Linked DNA regions of Mus musculus: all the other regions are linked to region 3. A link is a contact called in public HiChIP or PLAC-seq data. All regions are on one chromosome and are shown on one strand. Each heading gives the region's core, a stretch centred on a gene start, on an enhancer-like site or on the middle of the called end of the contact. The rest is flanking DNA. Distances are from core to core; before and after follow the strand shown.

What was found. HiChIP or PLAC-seq counts read pairs in DNA pulled down with a chosen protein or histone mark.
Region 1: a contact with region 3 is called in an H3K27ac HiChIP or PLAC-seq map of SST interneurons, with 7 times the contacts expected there. The contact joins the enhancer-like site here to the promoter of Drd1 in region 3. A contact is called at or near these places in 3 of 39 promoter capture datasets (the 3T3-L1 cell line, frontonasal cranial neural crest and trophoblast stem cells), 3 of 484 Hi-C or Micro-C datasets (cerebral cortex, cortical neurons and frontal cortex), 5 of 115 datasets of contacts at active chromatin or transcription factors (SST interneurons, embryonic forebrain, embryonic stem cells and 2 more) and 2 of 9 other capture datasets (adipose tissue and pancreatic islet).
Region 2: an H3K27ac HiChIP or PLAC-seq map of SST interneurons shows a contact between it and region 3, with 7 times the contacts expected there. The contact joins the enhancer-like site here to the promoter of Drd1 in region 3. A contact is called at or near these places in 12 of 39 promoter capture datasets (the 3T3-L1 cell line, 3T3-L1-derived adipocytes, the HPC-7 cell line and 8 more), 2 of 484 Hi-C or Micro-C datasets (cortical neurons and nephron progenitors), 8 of 115 datasets of contacts at active chromatin or transcription factors (SST interneurons, craniofacial prominence, embryonic forebrain and 5 more) and 1 of 9 other capture datasets (adipose tissue).

The regions. Positions count from the first base shown.
Region 1 is chr13:53,895,416-53,900,340 of GRCm38.p6, forward strand. No RefSeq gene overlaps it. Among named protein-coding and RNA genes, the nearest start is that of E130119H09Rik, 18 kb to the right of the region's middle. Within about 2 kb of position 2,741, at least 11 of the 459 cell types and tissues checked have an H3K27ac peak or open chromatin away from gene starts, as enhancers often do. A contact at or near this core is called in SST interneurons, where this site is marked.
Region 2 is chr13:53,863,236-53,867,499 of GRCm38.p6, forward strand. No RefSeq gene overlaps it. Among named protein-coding and RNA genes, the nearest start is that of Gm40954, 15 kb to the left of the region's middle. Within about 2 kb of position 2,051, at least 4 of the 459 cell types and tissues checked have an H3K27ac peak or open chromatin away from gene starts, as enhancers often do. A contact at or near this core is called in SST interneurons, where this site is marked.
Region 3 is chr13:54,052,111-54,057,029 of GRCm38.p6, forward strand. Drd1 (dopamine receptor D1) reads right to left here and starts at 3,548. Exons shown (of 2, transcript NM_010076.3): 1 at 3,451-3,548; 2 at 1-2,503. The coding sequence starts at 2,083. The coding sequence ends at 743.

The DNA of each region.
Region 1 (4,925 bases), core at 1,491-3,990, 160 kb before region 3:
TCAACTTAGAAAATAGCTGCAATTAACTAAACTAGTATCAAACAAAACTGCAAGTGTGATTGCCTATTAACTTTCATTTCTTAATTGTCCTAAACAATTTGTAACAGTAGCTTTCAAAAGGACTAGAACTTCACATTGCATTTTTAAGAGTTACATAGGTACAATACCTTAAAGGAATATGTTGTAATCAAAATGTAACCATAATTTTGTATCAGTATTCAAAATACAATGTAACCAAGTATAACCTTAATTTTGTATACCAACATAACCAAATATAATTAATGTAACCTTAATTTTGCATCAATATACAAAGATATATAAGTGTAGATTTAATAATCTACCTTTTTTTCTATTATTCCTATATCCCCCTTTTTGTCTAAATAAAAAAGTAAAACTTTATCCAGTGGTAGGATTACTACAACCCAGATGGACTCATCATTGTGTGCCCCTTCATCTTCTTGAAAACCTAAAATGTTACTACTGTTAGGAATGGCAGAAAACCTAAATATTTTAAATGCTGTATTAGGCAGATCTCAGAAAGGTTTGAGGACCTCGATTTATTATACATCCAAGGTACAAACTTTGTTCCTAGTTACTTGCTTCAGACTGTAACCCAAAAACATGTACAGGAAGCTAGGTGAAGCTTATATCTGGAATTAATTAGTACTCTGTGTGATTATAGTATCATGACAGAAAGTTTAAATATGCATGATGATCATATATATGTATACATATACACATACACATACATATATACATATTTATACACGCACACATATATATATATATATATATGACATAATATCTTCAGAGAGTCAAATGAAAACCAAAAGATTATGAGATTAGTGGTACGAGAATAGTTCCTTATTTACCAGGAGGCTCTTCCGATATGAGACAGAGATTTGGGATTTCCCTTTGCCAAGCACGTGTGAGTTTAGAGAAGGAGAGAGCCATGCTCCATCACCAAAGCCAGCTTTAATTTTTAATTGAATTGGGACCACAAAAGAGCATTTGCCACTCTGTCTGTAGAGGGCCGCAGAGATGAGCTGGAGGTGGGCGGTGCCACTTGACCATCTGCTTTGCTCTGTTTCTTGGGACATTTTCTCTTGATGATCAGTCCCTTTTCTTCAGATGTTTCATTTGTCCAGTGGTCTCTGGATTCCTTGGTTGGGTGCTTTTATTGTCTTGGAAAAATAAATACAGATCCCTTCCTCATCCCTAACTCTGGGGGTTTAATTTTTTGGCTGGTTATATCTTTCCTAGGGCAAAAATTTTTTTTTGGGGGGGGGCAACAGAAAAACTATTTTCTTTCTATTGAAATTTTTAAATTTTTCTTTTGAATTTTTGAAAAAACAATATGTTAGTGGATAAATGTGCCTATATTCCCCTTTCTCTTTATAATATATAATTTCAAGGTTTGGTGTATTTATTTTTAGATCACAAAGGACAGTCACTTTGAATTTCAGGTTGCCTTTTGCAAGTGGCTTTTAAATTTAGATCACTGTAATTCTTATTTGCCTGCCTGTGCCTCCCAAGCACTGAGATTAAAAACGTGCACCTCTCTAGTGCTGGGATTAAAGCATTCATAGTAACTCTAGAATCTAAAAAACAACTCACTTATAGAGATCTGCCTGTCTTTGCTGGGATTAAAAGCATGGGCTACCACCACCTTGCTCAAATATTTCATCTTAGCTCCAAATCACTCCAATTCTTAGAGATTTAGAAAACAAGTCTGAACTGTAGTAACCCTCCGTGTTTTCTTAAAACATTTTCAGTCTCTTAACTGTGTTTTTAATACCAGGCCACAAAAATATCCCATTTATCAAAAACAAAAGAACTCAAAAGCTGATGTCCAAGTCCAAGGTGAGTGTGCCTTTGGTAAATTGTCACACACACATACATATATCCAAATGAAGATTCAGAAGCCAGATGCTTTGGTAATAGCCTGCTAGCACAGAGAGGCAGAGAAAGTACCCAGCTGACTGACCTTCCTACTCTACCGACATCCGCAGAGGAAAAGGCTTATAAACCCATTGTCTTATCAACCTGTCTAAACTCAATGACCTTCCTTTCTTTCTCCCTGTCAGATGGCTACTTGTTCAACATCTTGACCTATCATTGACTTTATTTACTCCTGCTTACAGAAAGCTCTTTGGATGAGAGGTGTGTGCTGAGGAAGGCTGAGCCGCACCACAACAACCTGTCTACATTAAACAGAAAGCTCTTGGATTAAAGGTGTGTGCTGGGCTGAGCCATACCACCAGGTTTTTTCAGTTCACAATCTTGGGGTTCACAATGTGCTCAAACATCCCCAAACTCCCAACAATGACCCTAAAAAGGCGATGTTGAAGAGAAATATATTGGACAGATTATGACTTTCCTTGTACTTCAAATTTTCAACTCTAAGGTGGACATAATTACACTGCTCTGGGCCTCTAAGATAATCAAATAGAATGCCACTAAAAAGACAACTAAAGCTGGGGTCAGTGAAAGTTCATGGGGGACTTCTATCCCACACCTAGCCTTAATTCCCCGTTGACAAGAGGAAAGGAATTGTTCCAACGGTGACCTTAAGGTCTCATGCAGCCCTTCTGCCAATGCCTGAAACTATTCAGTCTGGACCCCATGGCCCTGATTGGGGGTTGGGGGGCAGGGTAAGATTTGCTCTGGACAAAGCTTTCACAGCTCCTCTGAGGGAGTCCTGCTGGGAGTCAATTTAGCCATGAGGCTAAAGTAAACAAGATTGATCCTGGAATAGCCACCGAAGCATCATTCAAACCTATGTAGGACACCGATTGTGTAGCACAGCTGTCTCTGAGACTCAGGCCCTGGTGAGGATGCGTCCTGGGGAATAAACACACAGGAGGAAGCTGTTCACAATGCCAGTAGCCAATTGTCTGGCACAGTTTCATTGTGAACCAAAGGAGCACCACTGTGGCTTGCCTCACTGTTCAAGGGTCTTCTTTACAGATTTCTGCATTTGTGTTATGAGGCTTTGATGAAGTGGAGATGCGGTAACGCAAACGGCAAAGTTCAAGCCGGCTTCCGAGGCTTCCTAAAGCTAATTTATGATTTCCAGCTTTTCAAACACTCTTCTAATGGGCACTTTGACTCCTACAGAATTCGCCTCTCAAAAATTACTCCACAGCCTCCCTCCCTTGGCTTTCCTGGAAGCAATTTCTCACTCTCAATTGTGAAATACATCTGGACTTCGAGAGGATTCTAATTCAGGCGTTACTGACTCGCTGCTCTCCGACAAGATGTTATTTTATGAAGGCATCTGCAAACACCCCCCAGTGTCTCTTCAGTGATCTCTTTAAATGTGCCTTGGTACAGCTGCCACGGAAGGGATGCTGTACGCCCTGTGTGTGTAATTTTTAACCTTCATCTTGGCAACAGAAAATGGAACTCAGGAGTGTCAGGAGTTTTCCACTGAGCTGAAGGTAACGGGGAAGCTTCCCTAAGCGAACGTCCCTTGTGAACAACAATGTTGGTAGCAGGTCGAGGTGCACAGTGGGATTGAATGTGGCCTTTTCACCCCAGTTTGGCGCCTCTCCGTGCTCAAGTGGCTGCTGGCTTTCTCCGCTTCCTAGCTGGCTAACTCCCGCCCACTACAGCAGGAAACACCCTCAACTGTACCACTAGCTACTTCCTAAATACGGGCGGGCGCAACAAACTTTGATTCAAAGTTTTTAGTTGACGCACATTAATCACACATGGCATGCCCAGTATAATTAATAATCAAAGCAGAGTGGCTGGCATATCTGTCACCTAGAACTAAGATCATGCATGCCAGGAGCATTAGAGGTCTCTCTACTACCTATTTCAATACAGAGCTGTTTTCCACCACAGATCCCCATCAAGCTACAGAGCATTGAAAGTTATGCTTTATGTCCAGCGCTCCCTTCGCCTGCAGACCATCTCTCCCTGCCCTCCTACTCACACCTTTCCCAGTCTCTAGTCATGTGGATATTTTTACATTTACTTTATATTTAAAATATATTTACATTATTTCTCCTCCCCTTCTCTATCCAATTCCATGTCCCCATTCCACCCACTCCCTCTCAAATTTCTGGCCTCTTTTTCTTTATTATATATAAAATTAAATGTAATAGATTGTATACAAATATAATATATTATATAATATATTATATAAATATACGTCTTATTATATTTATATAAATATATTATATTTAAATAAATATATTATATTGCATAAATATAATATAAAATATAATATTTTATATAGTATATATATATATACATACGTGTGTGTGTGTGTGTGTGTGTGTGTATTCTCCATAGTCTAGCTCCATTGGCTTTTCACTCTCAATTGTAAAGTATATCTGGACTTCAAAAGGATTCTAATTCATGCATTACTGACTTGCTGCTCTTTGACAAAATGTTATTTTATGGAGACATTTGCCCTACACACACACACACACACACACACAATTCAGCCCTCTGAGTCTGTTTAGTACTGATTATATGTATGTAATTTCAGGGCTAACCACTTGAGACTGGAAAACCAATTAGGCTGATCCTCCCTGGGGAAAGACTATTTCTCCCACTCCCGTGGGGATTTTTTGTGGTAGATTTAACGCATGTTTCCCTTCACCCTGGGAAAGGATCACATGCCACTGCATGCAGTACATACACAGGACCAATTCCTGATATATATGACCTTCCCCTCGGCTGCCATCTCTACCCATCATTTTTAGGTGCAAAGCTGCAATGGGGAATCACCAAACCACACATGGGAGTCACAAGTATGGATTCAAACTCTGGTTCAACATTCTGAATAAGCTATCAACCAGCAACTGCAACATGGATGCTGTACTTATTTAAGAGATGAGATGAGACTGTGTATGGGACACTTGTGCCCCAGATGTGTCTGTCTGTGGAGAGTGTGATCAGCAAACAGT
Region 2 (4,264 bases), core at 801-3,300, 190 kb before region 3:
TGATGGGTATTTGTTCATTTCAAATCCTCCAGTATCATATATTAGGTATCACTTGCCACTTTCTACATATACATGTACATACACATACTTATATGTGTATATACATATATAGTAATTTAAGTAACATAATGTAAGTAATATAATACTTTCAAGTATACTCTAAGGAGACTGGCAACTGTAAGTACAGTGAGAATATAGTAGAAACTTTATTTTTCTACGTTTACATCTGTTTAATAATATTTGAGAATTTGAGCACATAATTTATAAATAAAAGGAATGGCAGCCAGGACCTTTCACCTACTAATGGCACATGATCAGGAAGCATGGGGACCACTGTAATAAAGAATGCAGCTCGGGGCTGGAGAGATGGCTCAGAGGCTAAGAGCACTGGATGCTCTTCTAAAGGTCCTGAGTTCAATTCCCAGCAACCACATGGTGGCTCACAACCATCTGTAATGAGATCTGATGCCCTCTTCTGGTGTGTCTGAAGACAGCAACAGCATACTCATATACAATATAAATAAATAAATAAATAAATAAATCTCTTTTTAAAAAGGAATGCAGCTGGAGGTGGAATTTCTGGGAGTTTTCACTTCCATCTTTTAAATATTAGCAAATTATAAAATTAGAATATTACCCATCTTCTCCCAACAGTGTCCGAGAGGACTATATTTGCTGGAATTCGTCGGAACATCAAGGATGCTACATTGTCCAATTTCATACAGGTTTTTATCGTTGAAATAAATCACTACACAATAGAAAATAGCACACCCAAAGCTTTATGGTCGTATCGCCATCAGTACAACGTGTCTATCTTAGCAGTTGTCAAAGTAGCAGATGACAGTAACATAGGTCAGACTCTAAGATAAATTCTTTTTATTAAGTCTGTTTATTTTACATTTTAGGAGAGGAATGTTCCAGGACCACATTCTAAATATGTGTGCCATCTGCTCTGAAAGCTGACCTGAGTCTACGTGAAGTGAAGTAACATCTGTCCTCCAGATGTTCATATGATAGGAGAATTAATATTTAAAATTCTAGGATCCATGGAAAAGTCACAAAAGTGCAATCAAATGAAGTAAAGCAAGCCAGAGATTTCAGAAGCCCCTGGGTTATAACTTCTGACACTGCACCAGGACACCTGGGACGGGTTTCCGGCAGAAGGATGTGTGTGGAACACAACACCCTTGGCTTCTGATCTACAGAGAACTTAAGGGTTCTTTGGAGTCAGTTGTGTTGCCTGGTGTTTTGCTGAGGCAAACATGTGAAGGAGTGTTTTCCTGAAGTGGACACAGGTGAAAAGGCTAAGGCAGACTCATGAAGGAAGATTTTGCTGAAGCAGACACAGGAGAGAGGATGTTCTGCTAAAGCAAGCACATGAAAGAACACTTGATGAAGGATTCTTTGCTGATGACGTGCAAGTATTGGCCTGCCTTACACTGTATAGTTGAGCTTCATTTGTTGGGGCTCCATAGAGAGAAAAGAAACACACCAAAATTACTTCTGGTGGTGTGCTGTAGTTTCTTGCCCCTTCCATGAACTTGGGCTGATTGGCAGAGTGATGTCAGTTGAAGCAAGACTCATGAAAGACACATGATGTTTTAAGGTAGTATAAATAGGACTTGATGGACAGTAATGGGGGCTAAGCAACTCTTGCTTACAGAGCTAACTGTGCAATGCCTCTGGGTCTCGCATGTTCTTTGCCGATCTTCACTTCCCTGAGAGAGGTACAGCCAAGAACTTTCCCTGGCATTGCTCTTGGTCCCTCGTGCTGACTCGGGCTGATGCTGAGGCCTGGCTGTCTCTGCTAGATAGTGCCACTGCTGCTGATTCGTGTCTGCTATCCCGACTCTACCGAACTGGACAGTTGATGTATCTGTGAGGTGTTTGTGAGTAGGTCGAGCTGCAACTGCCTTCTAACCTGTGAACTAAACTGCCAATTTCCAGACAGCACAACCCCTCCCTGAAGGCTGTTGAGACCCTGAGACAAGGCTGGCACCCTTTAGTCCCTGTGTCAGAAGCAGAGAAAGTTGGAACAGAACAAGCCTGTGCCTCACAGTGACTAATTTTAGGGACATCAAACTCGGGACAAGTCCTTCGATCGACCTCACATGTATGCCTCCAGATGAAACTATTTCAAGCCTGAAAAAGAATTCTTCTGAGGAAAGGATTTTTTTTTTTTTTCATTTCTCATAAACAGCTAAGTTTTATAAAGAGACACGAGGAGCTAAAATTGAACTGCCTCAATTACTTAGCTTCCAAAGTTACTTATGAAACTCACAAAGCACTTTTGCAAATTGCCAACAGCCATGAGAAAGAGGTTTTGCAAATCCCTACAGGAAGCAAACCCTGTATCCCCGGCAGACTTCTCAGGTCTCCTGCTCCACTGTTGAGTGGCTTCCCACGCATGCATGCTCTCCAGACAATGGGTCTGAAGGCAGCAGATTGGATTCTGATTCCTGAAGAGGAAGCCATCTCCAAATTCTGATAGGCAATACAGTACCCCCACCTCAAACAAAACTCAGCTTCCTTCGTAGGGACGCCTGCCCTTGGTGTTCTGGACTGTTCTGCAGTTTGTTTTTGCTTGGGCAACATCTGACTCATTATTGAAACTGCCAAGAGGGAATCTGCTTTGCATAAGGAGATAGATATAAGGGTTTACTCTAACCCAGGCTTAATGTTCCCAACAGGATGACTGAATATCCATCAACGGGAAAAGGAACCCAGAATAGTGCGCACAGACTCACATTCATTTCAAAAGCATGGTGCTGAATTAGAACATACCACTAAATGACTCCTAGAATTTGGTCATTTATGTAATAATCTGCACTATATCAGCAATAAAAGTGTAAATATACATGGATGTCCCACCTTCATTATATTCCCAAAATTTGGAACTCAATCACAAATGTTAATTACATTTGGAGTTGAGGGCCTTTAGAAAGTGATTGGTCATAGCACTTTGCCCAAGTGAATAGGGTGATCCATTCCTAGATTAACAGATTGCTAATTTATCAAGAAATAGCTTTTATATAACCTCACCCCTTTCTTCAAAGCTCACCTGCTTCTCTGCATGAGCCACTGTTATGATACAATGCTGTTCAACTTCCTAGAGTCCAGATCTGTCCATCACACAAACCTCTATGTTTTATAAATTATGTAGTCTATGGTTTTCAGCTATACCAACATAGAATATGCTAATTCAGAGGAGATTTCTTGTTGTAGTTTGAGTCAGAAATATGTCCCATAAGTGCATGCGTTTGAAATATTACTTTTCTGTTGCTGTGATAAAATACCATGACCATGAAATGAAAGGCTTATTTGGGCTTATGATTACAGAGGGTTGGAGTCCATGATTGCAGGATAGAGACAGAAAGCATGGTGGCTACAGGGGAGAGCTGAGGACTCACATCTCAAAGCACAGGCAGAGAGCAGCGAGAACAAACTAGAAACAGCTCCCAGTTTTAAAACTTCAAATCCCACCTTCATCCAGTAAAACCTTTAAAGTCCCTAGTCAAATGTATATTGCCTCGTTTTCCCCAGACACTGGATTCTCTAGCATCTGGTCATCTTTCTCATATACATCTCTCTAACTAGATTGCAAGTTCTATCGTATGGGTGAATGACCCAGCCTGAAATTCAAATGTTGAAACCTGTTGGGCACAATTATAACATGAGTAGAAAGGGGTAGCATTTGGGTAGGTTTAAGGATTCAAGTATCTGAGCCTATGGAGAAACATTTCATTTAAAGCCCACAGATGCTAGTGAAATAGCCAACCAGCAGAAAGTGAGAGTGCTCAGTGGAACCAAGCCCCACCCAAAAGCTAGCACTTTTCCTGACTTTTCCTGACTGCAAGCATACCTTTTATGATTTTTAAATTACCAGAGTTTAGATTCAATCTTGACCAAAAAAAAAACACTAAGAAAAAAACACTAAGTCTTTTCGGGCCTGATACACCATTCCACAAACCTGTTTTAGCTCAGCTGGGGTATGGCCCCAGAGCCTTTGCCTGCCATTTCTAGGTATAGGCTGGGGTATAGCAGCAGAGCCCTTGCCTGGCATTTCTAGGTACTGGGCTCCATTTCTAGCATTGCAAAATCGACTTGGGAGATTTTAAAATGCAGTGCTGGTATATGAATAGATTAATCCATATGTGTAGACTGTACTTATGGCTCCACATGTATCCAAATTATTAAATGGGAAGGGAGTAAGGAATAGTGAAGACAAGGTAGAGGAAAAGAAGAGCTGCTCTGTGCTGGGAGG
Region 3 (4,919 bases), core at 2,298-4,797:
TGTTAGTCACTTCTTACCTTGTGTTTATTTGTGTCTGTGTTGAGTTAAGGAACCACCACATCAGCCTTTGCTGCCTTCCCAGAAGTCATTCCCAGCTCAGAATCTCAGAGTCTATGTGTACTGTTTCATTGGCTCATGAAGTGCTAGTACAATGGACAGTTCAGTCTCTGATTTAACATTGGTTCGGTCTATTAAATAAGCTAAATATAGGTTCACTATGATAAATTTAAAATATCCATATAATACAATAAATAAATAAATAAATAAATAAATAAATAAATAAAACCATTATCAACAATGCATCTGTCAATTCTGAGAAAGAAAAAAAAAAAAGAAATCCCACTCTTGCTGTAAGGCTCAATTATTGTCAGAGAAGTTAATTAACAAAGGCATGCACCTACCTTTACAATCTGAAAACTGCTTGGACAGTTTTAGCACCTGTTTGGATACAGCAAACAACTCTCACACTTCCTTCCTGGAAAGTTTGATTTTTAAGTGAAGCTGTTTACAGTTGACTTTTGGCCCTATTATTTTTTTAAATATATATATATAGAGTGTCCTAAGATAATGCTTCAAAAAGGATTTCAGAGCCTAAGTCATTTCCCTTGTGGCTAGAGAATACACTGGAGTCAGTGAGTTGGAGAAGTTCTGTAACTGTCCAAAAGCAGCAGAGGGGTCTCGTGTTAATTTCTTAACAGCAAGCCCTAGGGAACTCATAGCTTCAGAGATGAGAACCCAATATTCAGGTTGAATGCTGTCCGCTGTGGGTAACGGGTTGGATCTTTTCTAGAGAGACATCGGTGTCATAGTCCAATATGACCGATAAGGCCGGGGACAGCTTCTCCAGTGGCTTAGGTATGCCACCGGCCTCCTCCCTCTTCAGGTCCTCAGAGGAGCCCACAGCATGAGGGATCAGGTAAACCAGATTACAGTCCTTGGAGATGGAGCCTCGGGGCTCATGGTGGCTGGAAAACATCACAGCCCCGTTGTTGTTGATGCTTACAGTCTCTATGGCATTATTCGTTGTAGGGCAGAGTCTATAGCATCCTAAGAGGGTCGAGAATGCCTTCTGAAAATCGGCATTAAAAGCATAAATAATGGGGTTCAGGGAGGAATTCGCCCAGCCAAACCACACAAATACATCGAAGGTGATGGAATCAATGCAGAATGGCTGGGTCTCCTCAGAGCCACAGAAGGGCACCATACAGTTCGAAATGAAGAAAGGGAGCCAGCAGCACACGAATACCCCCATGATCACAGACAGTGTCTTCAGGACTTTAGTCTCCCTCTTAAAGGACATCTTAAAGGAACTTTCTGATTGAGAGCATTCGACAGGGTTTCCATTACCTGTGGTGGTCTGGCAGTTCTTGGCATGGACTGCTGCCCTCTCCAAAGCTGAGATGCGCCGGATTTGCTTCTGGGCAATCCTGTAGATACTGGTGTAAGTGACGATCATAATGGCTACGGGGATGTAAAAGCTTATGAGGGAGGATGAAATGGCGTATGTCCTGCTCAACCTCGTGTCACAGTTGTCATCCTCGGCATCTTCCAGGGAAGTAAAATTGCCATCCAAGGGCCATGTAGGTTTTGCCTTGTGCCAGCTTAGCTGCACTGGAATGAAGGATATGAGAACAGACAAAGTCCATGCTACGCTAATCAGGATGAAGGCTGCCTTCGGAGTCATCTTCCTCTCATACTGGAAAGGGCTGGAGATAGCCCAATACCTGTCCACGCTGATCACACAGAGGTTAAGGATGGATGCCGTGGAGCACATGATGTCAAAGGCTACCCAAATGTTACAAAAGGACCCAAAGGGCCAAAAGCCAGCAATCTCAGCCACAGCTTTCCAGGGCATGACCAAGACAGCCACCAAGAGATCTGACACAGCTAAAGAGATGACAAAGAAGTTGGTCACCTTGGACCGCAGGTGTCGAAACCTGATGACAGCGGCACAGACAAGGGTATTCCCTAAGAGAGTGGACAGGATAAGCAGGGACAGAAAACAGGCTGTGAGGATGCGAAAGGAGAAGTCCCTCTCCACTGGCAGGCCAGTCTCATCCATGGTAGAAGTGTTAGGAGCCATCTTCCAGAAGGAAAGCACTTCCGGTGGCTTAGCCCTCACGTTCTTGGCCAGGCTTAGCCAGACTTCCCCCAATCACTCACCACCCAGCCCCTTCTCCAGCCCCAGTTGCTGTCTGGACAAAAGCACAATGGTGTTCCATCAGGAGCATCTCCATAGCAATCCAAGCCATACCAGGAAGAAGAGCCGCTTGCTTTCCACCTGTCTTCTGGGTTCAGTGCTCCAGGTCGCTGTTCCCTGGCATCCGCTGGTCCCTAGATTCCCCAAGGAATGCATAGGCTTTTAAGCATACTCTAAGAGTCTGGGGCCTCTTCCTGGTCAATCTCAGTCACTTTTCGGGGATGCTGCCTCTTCTTCTGAGACACAGCCTAAAATACATGCATTTCTCCTTCAAGCCCCTGGTGCCACATCTCTCCAAATGCCCTAAAAAGCAAAGGGAAACACAAAGTCGTTCACCAATACTCTGTGCAGACCTCCTATTTGGCTACACAAAATCTCAGCCCATCACCCCCTGGACAAGTCCATCAAGACCACCTACCTTGCTTTAGAGTCACTTCTCCCAAAACCCCTGGACTCAACGAGTCCCTCCAGCAGAGCAAGTGTTCCCCCTCCTCATGCAGAAAAATCTCTGGGATGGATTTGGGAAAGGAATCCCAGGCCAGGTGCCAGGGAAGCGGCGCCCCTCCTGCTACCTTGCCCACCTACAGATTGCTGCCCCCGCCCCCAGGAGGGTTCTCGGAGCTTCCTTGGGAGAGGAACCTCCAGGACTGGAACAGCTTCTGTCCTGTCTGAGGAAGCCCAGCTCTGGGCACCCCTTTGGCTCCTCGTTCTTAGGGCAGGACCCTGAGCCTCCTTGGGGAGCCACCCGCTCGCTCCCTGTCAGCAGTGGCAGGAGCTCCAGGCAAGCACAACAGCTCGAGCGAGCGAGGGCACCGGCCGGCTGGGTTCCAGCGGGGCACAGCCCACCCCGCCTCCGCGTCCCCTCCCGGCCCCGGTGGTGGGCTGAGCTTGACAGGCAGAGTGGCGGGCGACAGCCACACGTGGTTCACTGAAGGCACAGCTGGAGCAGGGGTGTGGGACGCCTACCTAATCGCTGTGCCCTCTCTGGCTACCTGATCCCCCCACCCCTCCCCGGGGGACCCTGGCACAAGACAGAACCTGAGGAACAAATCCTGATGCTCAAATCAAGTAAACCAAACTCTCGTTCAGCGCCTCTCCGGGTCAACTCCAAGTTCCACCCAAAGCTCGGGGTCAGAGCTGACCCTACCCACACCCACGCCCTGCTAGTCCTGGACACTGCCCACGTCGCTGAGTTGTCACTGAGTGCCCCGCAGCAGGGGTACGGGAAGCCCCAGGACGAGAGTGCTCACCGATCTGGGAGACCACGCTCCCCGACTCCGCCAACCCTGCGCCCTCTCCTGTGCCGCTCGCTCTGCTCTCCGCGCTCCGCCCGCCAAGGCGCTTCTGCGGTCAACTCACGAGTGCAGCCCGTGACCCGCGCCCCACAAGCACCCCAAACACGGTGCCGCACTCTCAGCAGGTACCCGGCGCCCTCTGCCGGGGCCTCTGGTTTCCTACACCCCGCCTGCGCCCTAGCAGGTTCAGATCACAGGGGCCTCAGCCAGTGTGTGTAACCAAGATGCAGGGCCTCGACCATGCTTTTCCCTGTCCCCTTCTGCCAGAATCTGGACGGTGAGAGGCAGGTCTTCCGCGCTCTAGCCTCCCTCGTTTGAAATGCCCCTAAAAACTCACAAGAATAAGAAGTCCCTTTGGCTAGCATTTTATTCTCTAAGCCATGATTTTCCTTTTGTGTCCCCTGTGTGCCAAGGCTGGAGCAGCAGTGAGAACAACATGTCAACTTATTGTGCAAGTGATCAGAGACCTGGCATAAACTCAGCAGCCTCTGTGTCCCCTAAACACACACACACACACACACACACACACACACCTCATGATGTTCGACATCTTGCAAAACTCCTTCCTTATTGGCTTGCACAGCTTCATTTCATCTGTGTGGACAGTGATGCTCAGAAAGACTGTGGGCTCTACTCCACGTTAACACAGTAGCTAATGAAGATGGTGGCCTGTCTGCCTGACTGTCGCTTGCACAGCCGTGTCTAGGATGGAGCCCACTATCTAAACAATTAGCACAGGGATAAAGCAGAGACAGGAATGTGTGGCCTCAGAGACGTTTAGTGCATAGACGCAGCCCCAGAGTGCCTTCCCATCTGTGTGAAAAGAGATTAAGTATGGAACTTGGAAATCACTTTGCCTGGACTCCTGTGCTTACTGATGTAAAAATTAAATGAAATACTTATTTAAGAGTTGGGACCAGATATGGACTCAGTCAGTCCTTGGTGGCCAGAAATTCTTCAGAGACCAGTTAAAAAAAAAAAAAAAAAAAAAAAAAAAAAAGGTAGTAGTCTTGTCTCCATGAGAACCACACACCACACTGAATGCCCGAATTTTCTCTATACAACCTAAATAGCTCTCCTAATTAGCCAGCAGAAATCATATCTTGGTTTTGGATGTAGTCAAATGATTGACACCAGTCCTCCTCCACCTGTGCTCCCGGTTTGTCCTCCCACTGGCAGTCTTGCTGCCACACACCAAGTTCCACAGACTGGTGATCAGACATATACCCCAAGAACCACATGCCTTTAGAATGGTGGCTCTCAACTTTCCTAATGCTGCAATATGTGGCAACCCCCAACCAAAAAATTATTTTGTTGCACTCTATAACTGTAATTTTGCTAGTGTTATAAATCATACTATAAATATGTGATATGCAGGCTGTCTGTTATGTGACCCCCCCCCCCCCCACACACACACACATACA